Linked DNA regions of Gossypium hirsutum: region 2 is linked to region 1. The links are chromatin contacts, called in public Hi-C maps. All regions are on one chromosome and are shown on one strand. The core of a region is the stretch at or near the end of the contact, and the rest is flanking DNA. Distances in the headings are between cores, read along the strand shown. Region 1 holds the start of LOC107922496 (transcription factor TGA7). Region 2 holds the start of LOC107922268 (microtubule-associated tumor suppressor 1 homolog).

Region 1 (7,403 bases), core at 800-3,299:
TTATGAATAATTCTAGGCATTGTGTCAAAAAGAACACATGCTTTTGAAAATTTAATATTCAAGATATTGTGAAGCTGTGTTTTCAAAAAAAAAAAAATTTTTGAACAATCTCATTATAGGTTCTGATCATATCTATTTTTTTTTGACATAGTGCTTAAAGCTATTCATAGTCTCTCCCCAACCCATAAATAGGAAGATAATGCGCTTCAATGCACTCGAACCCACGTCCTCTTGCATTGATAATAATATTCATATCAATCAAATTAAAACTCGTTCAAGAAAAAAAATAAGTAACCATCATAATAATACATTTTCGGCAGGGAAAATGGTTTGCTACGTAAATGCAACGTAATAATGTGGGTATATGTGTGTTGAAAGTGAGAGCGAAAAGGAGTGATAGAGATAGGCAGATTATACATGCAAATTGGTGGTATTATTTAAGGGTTAATGTGGTTCATGGGGTAGCCCCTACCCCCCCCCTCCCAAGGAAAAGAAATGACCTGTTCCTTTTATTTATTTATTTATTACAAAAACATAATTAAAATAAATTTGAAAATCTAAATATTTATTTAAAATAAAATTCGAATATAAAATCTAAATATTTTCAAAACGTCGGCGTTTTAATAAGAGTGTTAATTGTTACTAATTCTTCATTTTTCCTCCCTAATTGTACAAACTCTTCACAAATGTGTGAAGCACAAATTTATATATAGAGTGATTTTTAAATACTAAAAATCTAGATTACTTAGTGTTATGGTTTTGGAGAGAGAGAATTCGTCAAGTTTAGCCTACTAAAGTATTAACCACAAGTATAACATCACTTAATAATTTATTCTCCACTAAGGGTCAATTATTATACCCATTCTCATACATTCTCCTCAAGTTGCCCCCATCACATACTAATCAACCATCCATACCTTTATAACCAACTTGTATTTTTCTGGTGTGACCTACATTAAAATTAGAGGTGATTATAGGTTAAGCCTGTACTCAGTAGAATTTTAAGTTCGTTTTTTAAGTTTTTGACTTAATTCGATCTAATAATTTGGCTTAAAATTTTATTTAAATCCGGTTAGATAAAAATGCTAAAATCTCAGCCTGACCTGGTTCACCCGTATTAATTTTTTTTATATAAGAACAAATTTAAAAAATATAATACATCAGATACACTAAAAATATTAAAATAAATATTTCCCAACAAATTGAAAATAAATTTAAAAAATTATTTATACTTAAATAACATCAAGATAGGTGTACCTTAACAAACAAATACAACTAAAATAGTAGTAAAATTAACAATAAAACAAGAGTTACATAATATCCAAATAATAACAACAAAATAGTAACAATATAATAGCAAAACGGCATCAAAATAGCACTAAAATGCAACCGTTTTTTTTTGGTCGAGCTCGGGGCTAAAAAGAGCTTACTCAAGGCGGGCCTACTTTTTTTTCCTAAATTTATTTTTTAAATTTATATTTTTACCCAAATCCACTCACTTTTTAGATGGATCATCTCTATAAAAGCCCTCTTTATGATTAAGAGAGGCTTATAAATATGACAAAACCCAATCAAATCTCTTCAAAAAAAAAAAACTCTTCAAGCTCATGAGATTCTTTAAAATCATTAACTTTATTTCTCTTAAAAATTTTGTTATATATAAATATTTTGAAGCATATAGTAAAATTTGTGTCGTGTTACTTGTTTGTAATACTAAGAGAAAATATTGTTAAAAAGAAATACCTTTGGTTTCTAGAAATGTATTATTATTAGAAATAAAAAGAATAGGGAAAAGATGAGTGGCTGTCTGCTAGCTTTACAAACTTCCCAACCAATCATATTCCACCACGTGGGTCCCCAACGGACGACCACCAGCAAATCCTTTAAAGGGCCAAATGTTCGTTATAATTTGGACCGGGAAATGACGTCAGTTATGATGACACTAATTGAGGCCTGGGGGAATAAGTGGCGTAGGTTAAGGGAGAGTAGGGTGCGTAGGATAAAAAAAAAAAAGTTATGCGCATATCGTCTTTTTCCTTATTTATATTTTTTGCTGCTGTACAAACACTCAGACGTTAACGTTTGACTAGAGATTTTTAGAAATAAATATATTTACAAATTCTTTCTGTTTATGAACTATTTTTAATTTTTGGGTTGTTTTCTTTTATTTGCTTTCATGGAGTGGTTGAAAATGCTGTTTTTACAGCAACAACAGAGTGTTTGAGTGTTCAATTTCTTTCTTTCCTTTTTTAATTGAAGGACTTTGATTATCTGAAGTTTTGTTGATCCATAAGGTTAGTAAAGTTTCTCAGCTCTCAAGTTTTTATGTAAATTTTGAAAGGCTCAATTTTCTATTTATTAAGATTAGTTAAGTTTCTAAATTTCAACTTTTGTTGTTTTCTATTCTGGGTTGACGAGAAATTTGAAACTTTTGAGAGATTCAATTTTCATTTTTCCTTCTTTGATCACATCAGTATAGTAAATTTGTGCTTTACTGGGTTGGTGTAATCTATGATGGCCATGCAGGAAGTTTGGTATACTTTGTGGATGCTTGTAATTTGTAACATGTAACTTTGGCGCCAATTAAGAGCATTAGCCGAGTCTAGTTACTTACTAAGAGCAAGAACTGAATGTAAAAGTAGAGCTGGTTGTCTTGTATTTTGGTACATCATTTTGGAGTGAACTGTGAACTAATGTTTATCATGAGGGTAAAAGTACCACCTATACTAGGAGATAGATTGCATCTTGTCCCCTCTACTCAAAAAATTGAGTAAATTAGTCCCTGTAAGTTAGATAAAAGAGCAAATTGGTCCTTATGTTAAAAATTTCATCTATTTCTATTACATGTGGCACGCTATGTGTCACTGTTTAGTTATTCTGTCAATCACACTAGCTTTTAACAGTACAAATGGATGATTTTTTTACAGAATGATCAGTTTGCTCTTTGATCTATAGGGAGTAATTTGCTCATTTTTTTAGTAAAGGGGGCAAAATGCAATCTAACTCTTAGTACAGGGGCCTCCCTGGTACTTTTACCCAATTTTTCTCATCTAGATTTTCATGTGAAGGGAAATTGAATTTCATTAGGCTTGAAAATGTTGAATAGTATTTTCTTTGTTTTGAGTTTAAGAAAGATAAGAGGGGACATCTTGTTTATAACTTTGCTATGTTTCCCCATGCCTGTTTGCTAGTTATAGATATTCATTTAGAAGTGTTAGTAATTTCTTTTTCTAGTCATTTTTATTGCCTTTGGAGAAAACTAGAAACCTTCATCCAACATCCTTAATAGTAATGCACGCTAGAAAGAGAGGGAAACTCTTAACATAACTCAATTGGTCCAAACAAGAAAAATTATTAGATCCCTCCTACATATAGCTTAGATGTTCTGTAGTTCTTGGGACTTTTGCTAGTATTGAGATGATCTTTGTTGTGTTCTCGTTTCAGCATTTGTATCACTACATTGTTTTCCACCCATGGAGATTGATCCATGGATAGAGGTAAGGAAACAATGTAAGCATTGTTGAAATCTAAGATTCTGTCCTCGGCATAAGATTTGTAAGCTATTTGTTGGTTTTTGGTTCTGTTCCAGTTGCTTGATAGAGTATGAGCTCTCCATCAACTGAACTTACCAGAAGGATGGCGATATATGAGCAATTCCACCATATAAGCAGGTGGGCAGACACCTTCAATGGTGACAATAGTCCAAATATTGGATCATCCACAATTGTTCCAGCAGATGTCAGGCTAAAGAACAAGGTGAAATTGCATCGTAGTTTTATTTCTTGGTTGGTTAAGCATTTTATTCAGTTTCAGGCTATAACTAATTTATGCTGATTTAAATCCTAGGCTGAATGTATACCTTGTGAGCAAGTGGAACCATCCATTAGTGATCAAGAAACCAACAAACCCTCCGATAAGGTAATGAATTTGCCGCATTTGCTCTTTCTCTGCAAGACACATATCTTCCCTCGATAACATTTAAGAAATAATAGCTTTTTTTTTTCTGTCATATGTGCTAATGCCTACTTGTGAGCATTTGTGCTTAAGGCATGCTTCAAAGTCCAGACATAACCCTGAACCCTTTTTAAAGGAAAGTATTATAAAATCCAATCTGTGCGGTTCCTGTTCTGCGGCTGTGTAGCTGTTTTACATTTTAAATATATTAGAACTCCCGCATCTCCTACCTGTTTCAACTCTATTTATCTTTTATTTAAAGAAGCATAATATGTGCAGATACAGAGACGTTTGGCTCAAAATCGTGAAGCTGCTCGTAAAAGCCGAATGCGGAAAAAGGTAGATGAACAGTTATTTCATTGATTGAACATCTACAAGTACTTGTAAACTGATTTTCTCTTATAGGCCTATGTTCAACAACTAGAATCAAGTCGTTTGAAACTAGCTCAATTGGAGCAAGAGCTTGAAAGAGCTAGGCAGCAGGTGAAGTGAACTCTCTCTCTCTCTCCCCCCCCCCCCAAAATATGTTTTCTCTGTTTATCAACAAGGCATTTCTTTTTCCTTTTCTTTTTATTTTCAAGAAAAATATCTCTTTTAATCATGTTTATAAATGTGGCATATGTAACAGATTAGCTAATGCCTTAACGCAGGGTATACAGATAGCCGGTGCATCAGAGGCTGGTTATTTTGGACTGTCTGGAACTGTAAACTCAGGTTTGTGATCTAATCTACTTCAATTATCATTGTTTTTGCTTTATAGATTGACTCGCAGAATATTAACCTTCCCGACATCTTAGTTCACTGTCATATATTTGTTTTATATGAGCAAGTTTTATCATCTTATTAGCACTTTTTTGAGATATTTCCTTAATTAAAGTGGTTATTATAGTTCAATGGCTTTCTTCACTTAAGTCATGAATGAAAGTTATTATGCTCGCATGTTTACTAGCATAAATTTTGTATAATTTTCATTCTTTTGTAATTTTGACATTCACAATAATGATATTGCATAATTGGAATCGGTAAGCTAGTTGTTATTTCAAACAATAGAAAATTATGTCCGAAGGTCTCACAAATCACAATGCGAAGCACATAAGTGATGGAAGATTTAATTTATATAGCTTTCAAAGAAAGTAGACTTGTTTTACCTTATGCTTCATTAACTAGCAACCAATGAGCAAAGGTTTCCCTCCCTTTGAATTTCACATTTTTCTCGTGTAAATGTAAAGTGCATATGTCTTGCTTTCTTGTTTAGAATCTTTTCATTTGAATTTGGCAGGGATTACTTCATTTGAGATGGAATACAGACACTGGGTTGAAGAGCAAAATAGACTGATTTGTGAACTTAGAACTGCAGTCCAGGCACACATTACTGATATAGAGCTCCATATACTCGTAGAAAGTGGCTTGAACCACTATTACAATCTGTTCCGCATGAAAGCTGATGCTGCTAAGGCAGATGTCTTCTATTTGATCTCGGGTATATGGAGAACTTCAGCCGAGCGTTTTTTCCACTGGATCGGAGGATTCCGCCCGTCGGCGCTTTTAAATGTAATGCTCAATCTCGTATAACTCTTATTTTTCTGGAAGGCTGCCAATTCGTTATCGATTAATATGAATAAATTCATCCCAAATTCTCTCATAAGATATCTACCCTACATAGAATCATGGAGATCTTCCATGTAGGAAACATTTTCTTCGGAGAAGCATGTACAGATCCTAATGAGCTTGCAAAAACCAACTACGGAAACTAGTGAATATTATTTCACCACTTGATATCAACTGTTGCATTAGTAAAGAGTAAAAGAGTAAAGTGAAGACAAGTACATTTATCCTCAACGATCTGAAGCTTTATTTGGATATTTTCAAATCTTTAGTTTCTTTTGTCTTTTCCTGGAGATGCCATATGAGCTACCGACTGAGGTCAATAACTTCTCATGATAATCAAATAGTGTAGGGCTGATGCACCAATAGTAGCTACTTTTCTACTCATGAATTATGGATTTTGGAATTCTGTTTGTTCAGGTTGTGGTGCCACAAATTGAGCCGTTGACTGATCAACAGCATTTGGAAGTATGTAATCTTCGACAATCTTCTCAGGAAGCTGAAGATGCTCTTTCCCAAGGAGTAGAAAAACTGCAGCAGAGTTTGGCCGAGAGTGTAGCATCTGATTTGTGTTCAGGAAACTACAGAGCTCAGATGGTTGCTGCAATAGATAAATTGGAAGCCTTAGAAAACTTTGTAAGCCAGGTATGACATTCTTTGCTTTTCATCAGTTGTATCTGATCACTTGAACTTAAATATTGAGTTCAGTCTTTTAAATGAAAAATCAAAGCTTGAGAATGTGAGGGTGTTGTTGATGTGCCACTGATGTTTTTGTTAAGCATTTAACCTAAAACCAACTGATGCCGAACTTGAATATGATGATCACAAGCAATCAAAGACTCACGATATGAAATGACACCACTTTAACGGCTTTCACAGCTCGGAGAGGAGGGAGAATGGAGTTTCTTTATTTCATGACAATTTATGTAGAAATATATAACATATCTAAGATTGTCTAGAATTGTTTGAATAATTCTCAAGTGTATGTTAGTATATTATCCTAAGATGTGCACTTTGTTTACTGGATTTTGCATGTGTTGTTCCCAAAACAGGCTGATCACCTTCGCCAGCAGACGCTGCAGCAGATGGCTCGAATCCTGACAACCCGTCAAGCAGCTCGAGTTTTACTTGCCATGGGGGAGTACTTTCATCGTCTACGTGCTCTCAGCTCACTTTCGGCTGCTCGTCCATGAGAACCATCAATATGTCTAGGCTGTATTCACCAGAAGTTTGTTCCTCAACTGGTAAGCATTTGGATTTTTGGAGGTCTTGTTTTATGAACCACAATATATATGTATGTATATATAGTTTTCAGAGAAACTTCTTGGGCATAAAACTTGTAAATATGAACCCTTATACTGTATCTCAAGAAGAATTTTAGGTCATTAAAGTTAGATTTACTGATGCTGTATAGTACTTTCTATATTCATTGGAAGCTGGAGAATTATATTAGCAAGCTAGTGATTACCTTACTTTCGGCAATTTTTGGTTATTTCAGTTAGTGGGACAAGAAATTTAGCAATATTAGAATTTCACATTATAAAACTCAATGGTTTGCAAATTTATTGCATACACAAGGATTTAGGCTTGTTGAATTAACACAATGAATTTTCTGAAAAAAATTAATCATAACTTTAGACAATTAACTAGTAGAAGCCACCCCAGGTAAGAGTAACATTCTCTATTTTTTCCTTTTAAAAATGCTAAAGAAAAAGGTTGAAAATAACAATTAATTAGCACAATTATGTTGTAACTAGTCATATTTCCTCCGTAAACGAAAAGTTTGAATTCTACTATAAAAAGGGTCTTTGCTACTTACTTTTGAGTGATATTCCATATAAAGC
Region 2 (7,079 bases), core at 2,699-5,198, 380 kb before region 1:
ACTGCCATTAGCACAGAAATCCGTTGATGGTTTGTTCAAAAGCTATGAGATATGAGGGCTTCTAATTTCTTTTCATCACTTTTTGCAAAATAGCCATTTTTTGCATTTGTTCATAAATAATTTTTTGACTGATAAACAATGATGATGCATGCACTGGACTTTGAACAGTTTTTTGTTTCTTTCTTTGAAACATAGCCTGTAATCTTGATGCACATGCAGCCTACTATGCTTATCTTACCCACCCAAGGTGTTTTTTTTTTGTGTGTTCTAAAGTATGTTATTAAAGAATTTGCAGTAACAAGATTTCAACTTTATTTATGTGAGAATGTTGGCAGTTAGCAATAGACACTGTAATATCGTTTGATTTGATTCTTTTGGCGTGTTAACAGTGTGTTCCTACTATTTCAATTGTCTCCCTTATGTACTGATGAGGAACCCGCATTTTTTTATTGATTTTATGTTTGGCATACTTGCTTGTGGTTTTCTCCCAATGATGGAAAACTCATTGAAAGAGAGTAGTATTTCTGGTTTTCATTTAGTGGGTTTACTATCATCGTCCGTTGTCATCATTATCATCATCATCATCATCATAAGTCCCTGATTTGTTTCCTCTCTCTTTCTCCCTCTCTCTATCCATACACACACTTATATGTATGTCTATAATTTCTGTCTATAATCTATCTATCTTCTTATCGACAGGGCTGATGATTTGTAAATTCTCTTTATGAGAATCAGTTTGTTAATACTACAATGGCCAAGCATAGCTATGAGATCTGAGGGCTTTATTAATCATTTAGACTTCGTCATGCCATTATTGCTTTCTTTAGACATGATTTGCATCCTGATCATACTCGTTTTCCCCTTAATTTAATTCATAATCAAGTAATTACCAGTTTTCCTACATGAGAATTTTTAGGCTGCTGATTTTGTTCTTTAGTGACTATATGGTTTGTATGATTAGTAATATTGTTTCACATCGTGATGGTTTGTAGCTTCATTAATCTATGAATTTGGTCAATATCTCTGATATATCCTATTTGTAATGTATGAATCTTCCTCTTCTCAAATTGATGTTTTGGGAGCATTAAACATTTAGTTAATTTGACAAATTCTTGTGAACTTTTTCTTGTTTAACCTCTATGTGTTTGTTATCCGATAGTACTTAAAGTATCCCATATGCTAATCCTTAGTGAATCACTTAGGGTCATTTGAAGTTTGAACCTAGCTAGTCAATTGTATCAGGATACCACTTGTGAAGTATATGCTTAATGAATTCGAGAAGCTCTAGAATATGCTTGTTGATGGAAGTTGTTGATATGGTAGTTCTTTTGTTTTTTATGTTTCATTTAATTTGTGAAGACTTAGACTAATAGTTTTGAAAACCACAAGCTTAGCTGTCATTAAATTATGATACTGATGAAATCCTAGTCTATTATGTTTCCTTTGAATTTAAATCTTCCATTTAAGTTGTTTACTTTCTCAGTAGTCTTTACATATTTTTTTAGTTGTTTTAAGTCTGGTCTCACTTGCCCTGAGATTATTTGCTCATTTTTTTGCACTGCCTTATGATGTATGCTTTTGTGTGCTTAGAGTTTGCTATGGCATTGTTGTTGACCTCCATCCTTACTGCTAGTCATCATTGGTTTTGGCGCTTCTTCTTTGTCTTCTTCTTCTTCATCATCATCTTCTTCTTCTTCTTCTTCTTCTTCTTGCTGTTGTTGTTGCTGCCGCCATTCCCATTTCCATTCCCATTGCTAATTATCATCTGTGGCCTTATAGACTATTGGTGGCGGTAGTAGTAGTGGATGTAGAAAGGTCTTCAATAAAATTCCATAGCATCACCATTGATGAATTGGTAGAATCATTGAGTTTTGACCTCTGAGGGCATTGCAGGTTATTTCATCACATTGACTCTTTGAAAGTCTAGTGATTTGCTGAGTTAGTGACATGTCTCATTGCAACTTGCTAGGGTGGATATACTGCTTAGTTTTGTGCAAAGAGTTGGATATTTACCAATTTATCTTTACTTATTACTAAATCCTTATGTCCACTATTGTCAGCCTAATTGATGAATTCATGCTTATTTTGTTGGACCGCCCCAATCCTTTATGAAAGTGTGGCTTCTATAGGACTAAAGCCATTTTCTACCCAGGAGAAGGCTGAAGCACCCATTGGTTTTTTTTTGGCTAGAGAAGTGAGAACCAACCAAGAATTGAATTTTGGTCTTGTGTGCTATGCTTTGCTCATTTATATATTTGTTTTTGTTTAAAGCCTTTTGTGCTCACATGTACAATGTTTAATCCTTTCAAGTCTAAGAGAAATCTATAGTGTAATGTTATAATAGCACAGGGTACGTATATGAACGATATGAACCCTGCATTGTCATTACTACTTGTCGGGGGTTATCATCCTTAGAATTTTCAAACCTCCATGTGGCTTTAAGCTTGTAATTGGCAATGGCGCTGAAAGTTTTTAAATATCGCAGTTTGAGATAAACTAACTTGCATAGGTATTTGTTTGTTGCATGTAATGCAGGTTGAGTTCAAAGATACTCGGCTAGTAAAAATAAAGGGTAAAGTAGCTGGGTGGTCACTCAACTTCTGGGTAGGTTTTAATTTGGTCACCCAACTTCATTACCAATGTTTTAAAATTTTAGTCACCCGTTAAATACTTACCTTGAAGCTGACATGATCCTTTTTTTATTGGTCTAATAACAAATTAAGTCCTCCAATGTTTACACATTTTATCAATTTGGTCTTGAACTAAAAATTCAATAATTTTAGCCCTCGTTTTATCAATTTGATCCTAAAATCAATAATTCAATAATTTTAGCCCTTGTTTATAAAGTTTGTTAGTTCTAATTCCTAGAGTTTAAAAAATGAAAAAATATTTAAAAAGTATTTTGTAACTTTCAATCATGGCTAATGAAGCCGGGTATCACCAATCTCAACAACATCAACTAAAGATTGAAAGAAAACGAAAACATCAAGACTTGCAAGGCTATTTCTTCACAACGATTTTTTCATAATAAATGCTAGTCGGTCTAATACTGAAACCAAGTAGTGGAATAGCAGGAAGCCGAAACAAAGTGCTGAATATAGCCCAAAAAGCATTGAAGTGATTAAAAAATTACAGACACTCAAAATCCCTGTTTAATGGTAGTGTATGACTCATCAATAGCAATCTCCATTGTTGCACTTGACTCTTTGGGGATCTCCACAATAAAGTTTAAAACACCATCTCCCGAGTGCAATGGTATATCATGCCAAGGAGAAATCTAAACCACCACTAAATCTCAATTACCTTCCAAAAAAAATAAAATAAAAAGTTGGGACAAATACATTTTTCCCTCAAGTATCTTCGAAGAAGACTCTGTAGTCAAGGGTTTCGGGTTGACCTTCATGTTTGATTGAACCTGGGGATTATAAATGGCATTGCAAGAAAATAACCTTTTGGATAATCGTTTGCCGTTGTTGAAGCTAAGAGCGTAACAACCGCGTTTCAAAGCAAAGGGCTCTTTGAGAAGCAAGCAGGAAGAGGAGGTAATGGTGGAGCTGCCGACTACGAATACCATTCTAGCTGTTGCTGCTGCCAATGACTGATTTATTTTTTATCCAAAAATAAAATCTTTAGATATTTTAGAATTAAATTAACAAATTTTGTAAATGTTCGAGCTAATTTGTTTTATTTTTTTAGAATTAAAATTAAATGAAAAATTTTATAAATATTAAGGACTAATATGGTTAAATTTTTAAATTTAAGATTAAATTGATAAAATATGTAAATATTAGAGAGTTAAATTCAAGTATTTAATGAGTAAAATTTTAAAATTAAAAAACATAAAATCTTTTTAAAATCTAAATCTTTTAAAACAGTCCGACTAGACAAAATCGCGCGATCATGTTTGTCGCCTTGCGACTCTCTTTCTATAGTTACCGTCGAGGGTGGGCCCATCGACTTTAGTGTAGTTGCACATTCTTTTCTGTTGATTTTCGATTATCTCGTCATATATATGCGGACTAGCGATGATGAATGCTTCTCCTGCTGCTAAAACAAATCTATGGAAGAAATTTTTCAGACAATTTCGTGGGAGGAGCCTCATCCCTCTCAGAAGCTCCCCTGCGAAAGCTGCTCTGATGCTGATGAAGATGTAAGCATTTCTTTGTCAGAATCAATGGTTTTTCTCTTTCTCTTTAAGCGATTCTTTGTTCCTTGACTTGCTATAAACAGATGAAATTCTATTCTATTCCTCTCTTGTTTATCTTTTTTTTCCTTCGCATAAATTCTCAAATTATTACACGCCTTCTCTGGGTTTTTTTTTGGTTATAGATCTGCTAACTTAGTAATTTTCTATTTTTTCATACAACCAGACACATGATTTCCTAGATCTTTTCTTGAGGCTCTGGGTGATTTATAATAGAATACGTAAATTGAAGCTATATTTCAATTCGGTTGCGTAGGTGATCAAGTCTGAGGGTTTTTTTTCCCAGAATTGGAGATCAGCTTCTCCGTCGCTACAACCATGGGATGGATCTTTTCTGTACCCCGACTGGGCTCAGAGCCATAATCAGCCTGGAATAAGCAGTGGAGTTGTCCCAAACCAGATCAGTAATCATTCTCCAAGCCTAAAGGAACTTACTAATAATCATTCTATTTTGAAAAGGAACCTATCAAGCGTATCTGGATCAGAGCGAGCTCTAAGGAAAAAGAGAATCGATCAGGCATATCGGGAAAGATGTAAGGTGAGTCTATCTTCTCATCTTATCTCATTTCTCTTGCAATAATTTGGGTCCAACCTAAAGGAAAAGGGATCAATTTTCATGCAATTTATTCTGCCTTTTTTGTTTTTGATTGTGAAATAAAATATGAATTAGGCGAAATATGAACTTACTAATAATTTAATTGCTTCCCATTTGAAAGAAGTTCATCTTTCATTTTTTGATTTAAAATTTCAAATAGGCAGGTTGAAATAGCAGCATGCGAAATTCAAAATGTTGGTTTAAAAGCAAAAGATCATTAACTGAATTGAATGAAATGATGAATATTCTAGTTTGAGTCACGAATACATTTTGTCTTTCCTTTCTACGCAGAATCACAAAATGGAAATGCAATCAAATGTGGAGAACCTTAAAGACGAAAATGATTCTTTAAAGAAAGAGAATACGTCCTTACTAAAGGATTATTCTTTAATGAATCAAACTTTGAGAGATCAAGAAAAAGAGATTGAACAGTTGAGGAATGATCTTCTTCAGCTTAAGCGCGAGCATGAGAAGCAAAATGTTCTTGTGCTAACACTTTCAGGGCTTTTAGTAAGTCTCTTCTTCTCTATACTCAGTATACATGTCCAATTATTTTTCATTCCACATGAAGAAATTAATGGTTATACTCCTTATCTGTTTTAATAGTGAGAACTAATATTGGCTTTTGTAGTACTTATCTTCGGGTACTAGCCATGTAGCGATGACATTTTTTTTTTTGCAAGTTTGGATCACGGGGATGTTCTCGGTGTTATGCTCAAAACAATTTAAGAACAAATTAGTTATAAAGTGGAAGTTAATTAAATTAAAAACATCTACTTAGATTGTTAGGTTAAGATCAACTTGTGGTATGTGTAACTTAAAAACAAATTTGAAATCAATCAATCAAATTGGTTTGTCTTTCTTTGAAGATGTCTTTGTCTCCAGAATGGTGTCTCGAAGATCACAAGCAAATCGTAGTGCTTCGCCTCTAATGTTGATTTATGCAGACGATTGTTGAAACCCTTGTAAAGGCGACTATTCATTTCTACTAGTTTGAAAATTTATTAATCTAAATCAAAAGGTAACTATCTGTTTGCTTCTGGCCAAATAAGAGCTTTCAACCAAGAGTTTCGGCTTAAGAAGACTAAAAGCTAATTTGGAGAAACTCAATGAGACTTGGCATAATGGTTTAGGGTTTCTTAGGGATTAAAATTGCACAAGAAAAACCTCGAGGAAACGGTGTTTTTCTTAAAAAGAGAAAAAACAACCTTGAAATACAGTTCTTTGTATTTTAGAGATCGAAAGAAATGCTTGGGATTTGCTTGAATATTGAAACGCTGGGCCAACCACTAATTATAGTGGAAGATTGGGTGGAATCACAACTAGCTTGGAACTCCTACTTGAAGAACTCTTATTCTTCTAGTCCTAGTTGTTCAATTTAACTTAGTTCCTTAAATGAATCTTTCCCAATAAGGCTACTGACAAGCCTAGGTGCTAGGGGGGATAAAGAATTATGGGATTGACCTTATCAGTCCAATTGGCTTTAGGGCATAAGAACTTTTAGGAAAACCCTTACCATTCAAATTACAAAGATGAGATTAATGCAGGAGACATCTTTTAATTGGGTTACAACTAGATTCCTCCCTTTTTGATTCTATATGGTCGCTAATTAGGAGACCTCTTTTAAACTATTTTATGTTACAGAATATTTGTGTATAAAATTAGATGGCAAACTTATAACGATTATGTAGATTACATAGCAGATTTTTAGGGGTTGGATTTGATTTATTTATTTTATTTGATTTTCTTTTATTTTACTATTAATCCTAGATATATATGTAATCCTTGATAGAATGAAATACAAGTTTAGAGAACATCAGTTTCTCTCTTCTTTTAAGTTCTCTAAAATTTGTTTCATGGTATCAGAGCCTTTCGAATCAATTTTTTGGTTCATGTTTCGTCGCTTCCATCTCAAAATAATTTTTTTGTGGGTTTCTTTTCCAATGATCGTTGGTGTGCATTGTTTGCATAAGGAGTGGTAGCGTCTTTTCAGCCAATTTGTTGTTTATAGCCAACAAAAGTCTCGCATATGAGGCTAACGTGCCGCCAAAAGCCATATGCCCCACCATGCACTGACGCATGGGGGTGCGTGAACAGTCATCTCGCCACTATTTTTTGCCTCCACCAGTAGTTTTTTGTACTAGATCAAACATCTACTCAACCTCCTATTGTTCAAGCCTATTCTCAAAGACAAAAGCCTCTTAACTCATGTCCTCCACCAGTTCCTTCGTCGGAAGATCCAATCACGAATGACCTAGATCCCAGTCTTGATCTACCTAT

What was found. A called contact is a pair of places that touch in the nucleus more often than the background predicts.
Region 2: a Hi-C map of leaf shows a contact between it and region 1, with 1.7 times the contacts expected there. The contact joins the promoter of LOC107922268 here to the promoter of LOC107922496 in region 1. A contact is called at or near these places in 2 of 34 Hi-C or Micro-C datasets (both in leaf).

What each region holds. Positions count from the first base shown.
Region 1 is chrD01:60,306,668-60,314,070 of Gossypium_hirsutum_v2.1, reverse strand. LOC107922496 (transcription factor TGA7) reads left to right here and starts at 2,049. Exons shown (of 10, transcript XM_016852563.2): 1 at 2,049-2,294; 2 at 3,445-3,497; 3 at 3,590-3,756; 4 at 3,847-3,918; 5 at 4,234-4,293; 6 at 4,360-4,437; 7 at 4,605-4,668; 8 at 5,234-5,505; 9 at 5,980-6,204; 10 at 6,612-7,011. The coding sequence starts at 3,604. The coding sequence ends at 6,752.
Region 2 is chrD01:60,685,275-60,692,353 of Gossypium_hirsutum_v2.1, reverse strand. LOC107922268 (microtubule-associated tumor suppressor 1 homolog) reads left to right here and starts at 3,948. Exons shown (of 5, transcript XM_016852208.2): 1 at 3,948-4,150; 2 at 4,461-4,742; 3 at 5,091-5,309. The coding sequence starts at 4,061. LOC107921174 (a long non-coding RNA gene) reads left to right here. Exons shown (of 2, transcript XR_001690960.2): 1 at 1-29; 2 at 2,061-2,496.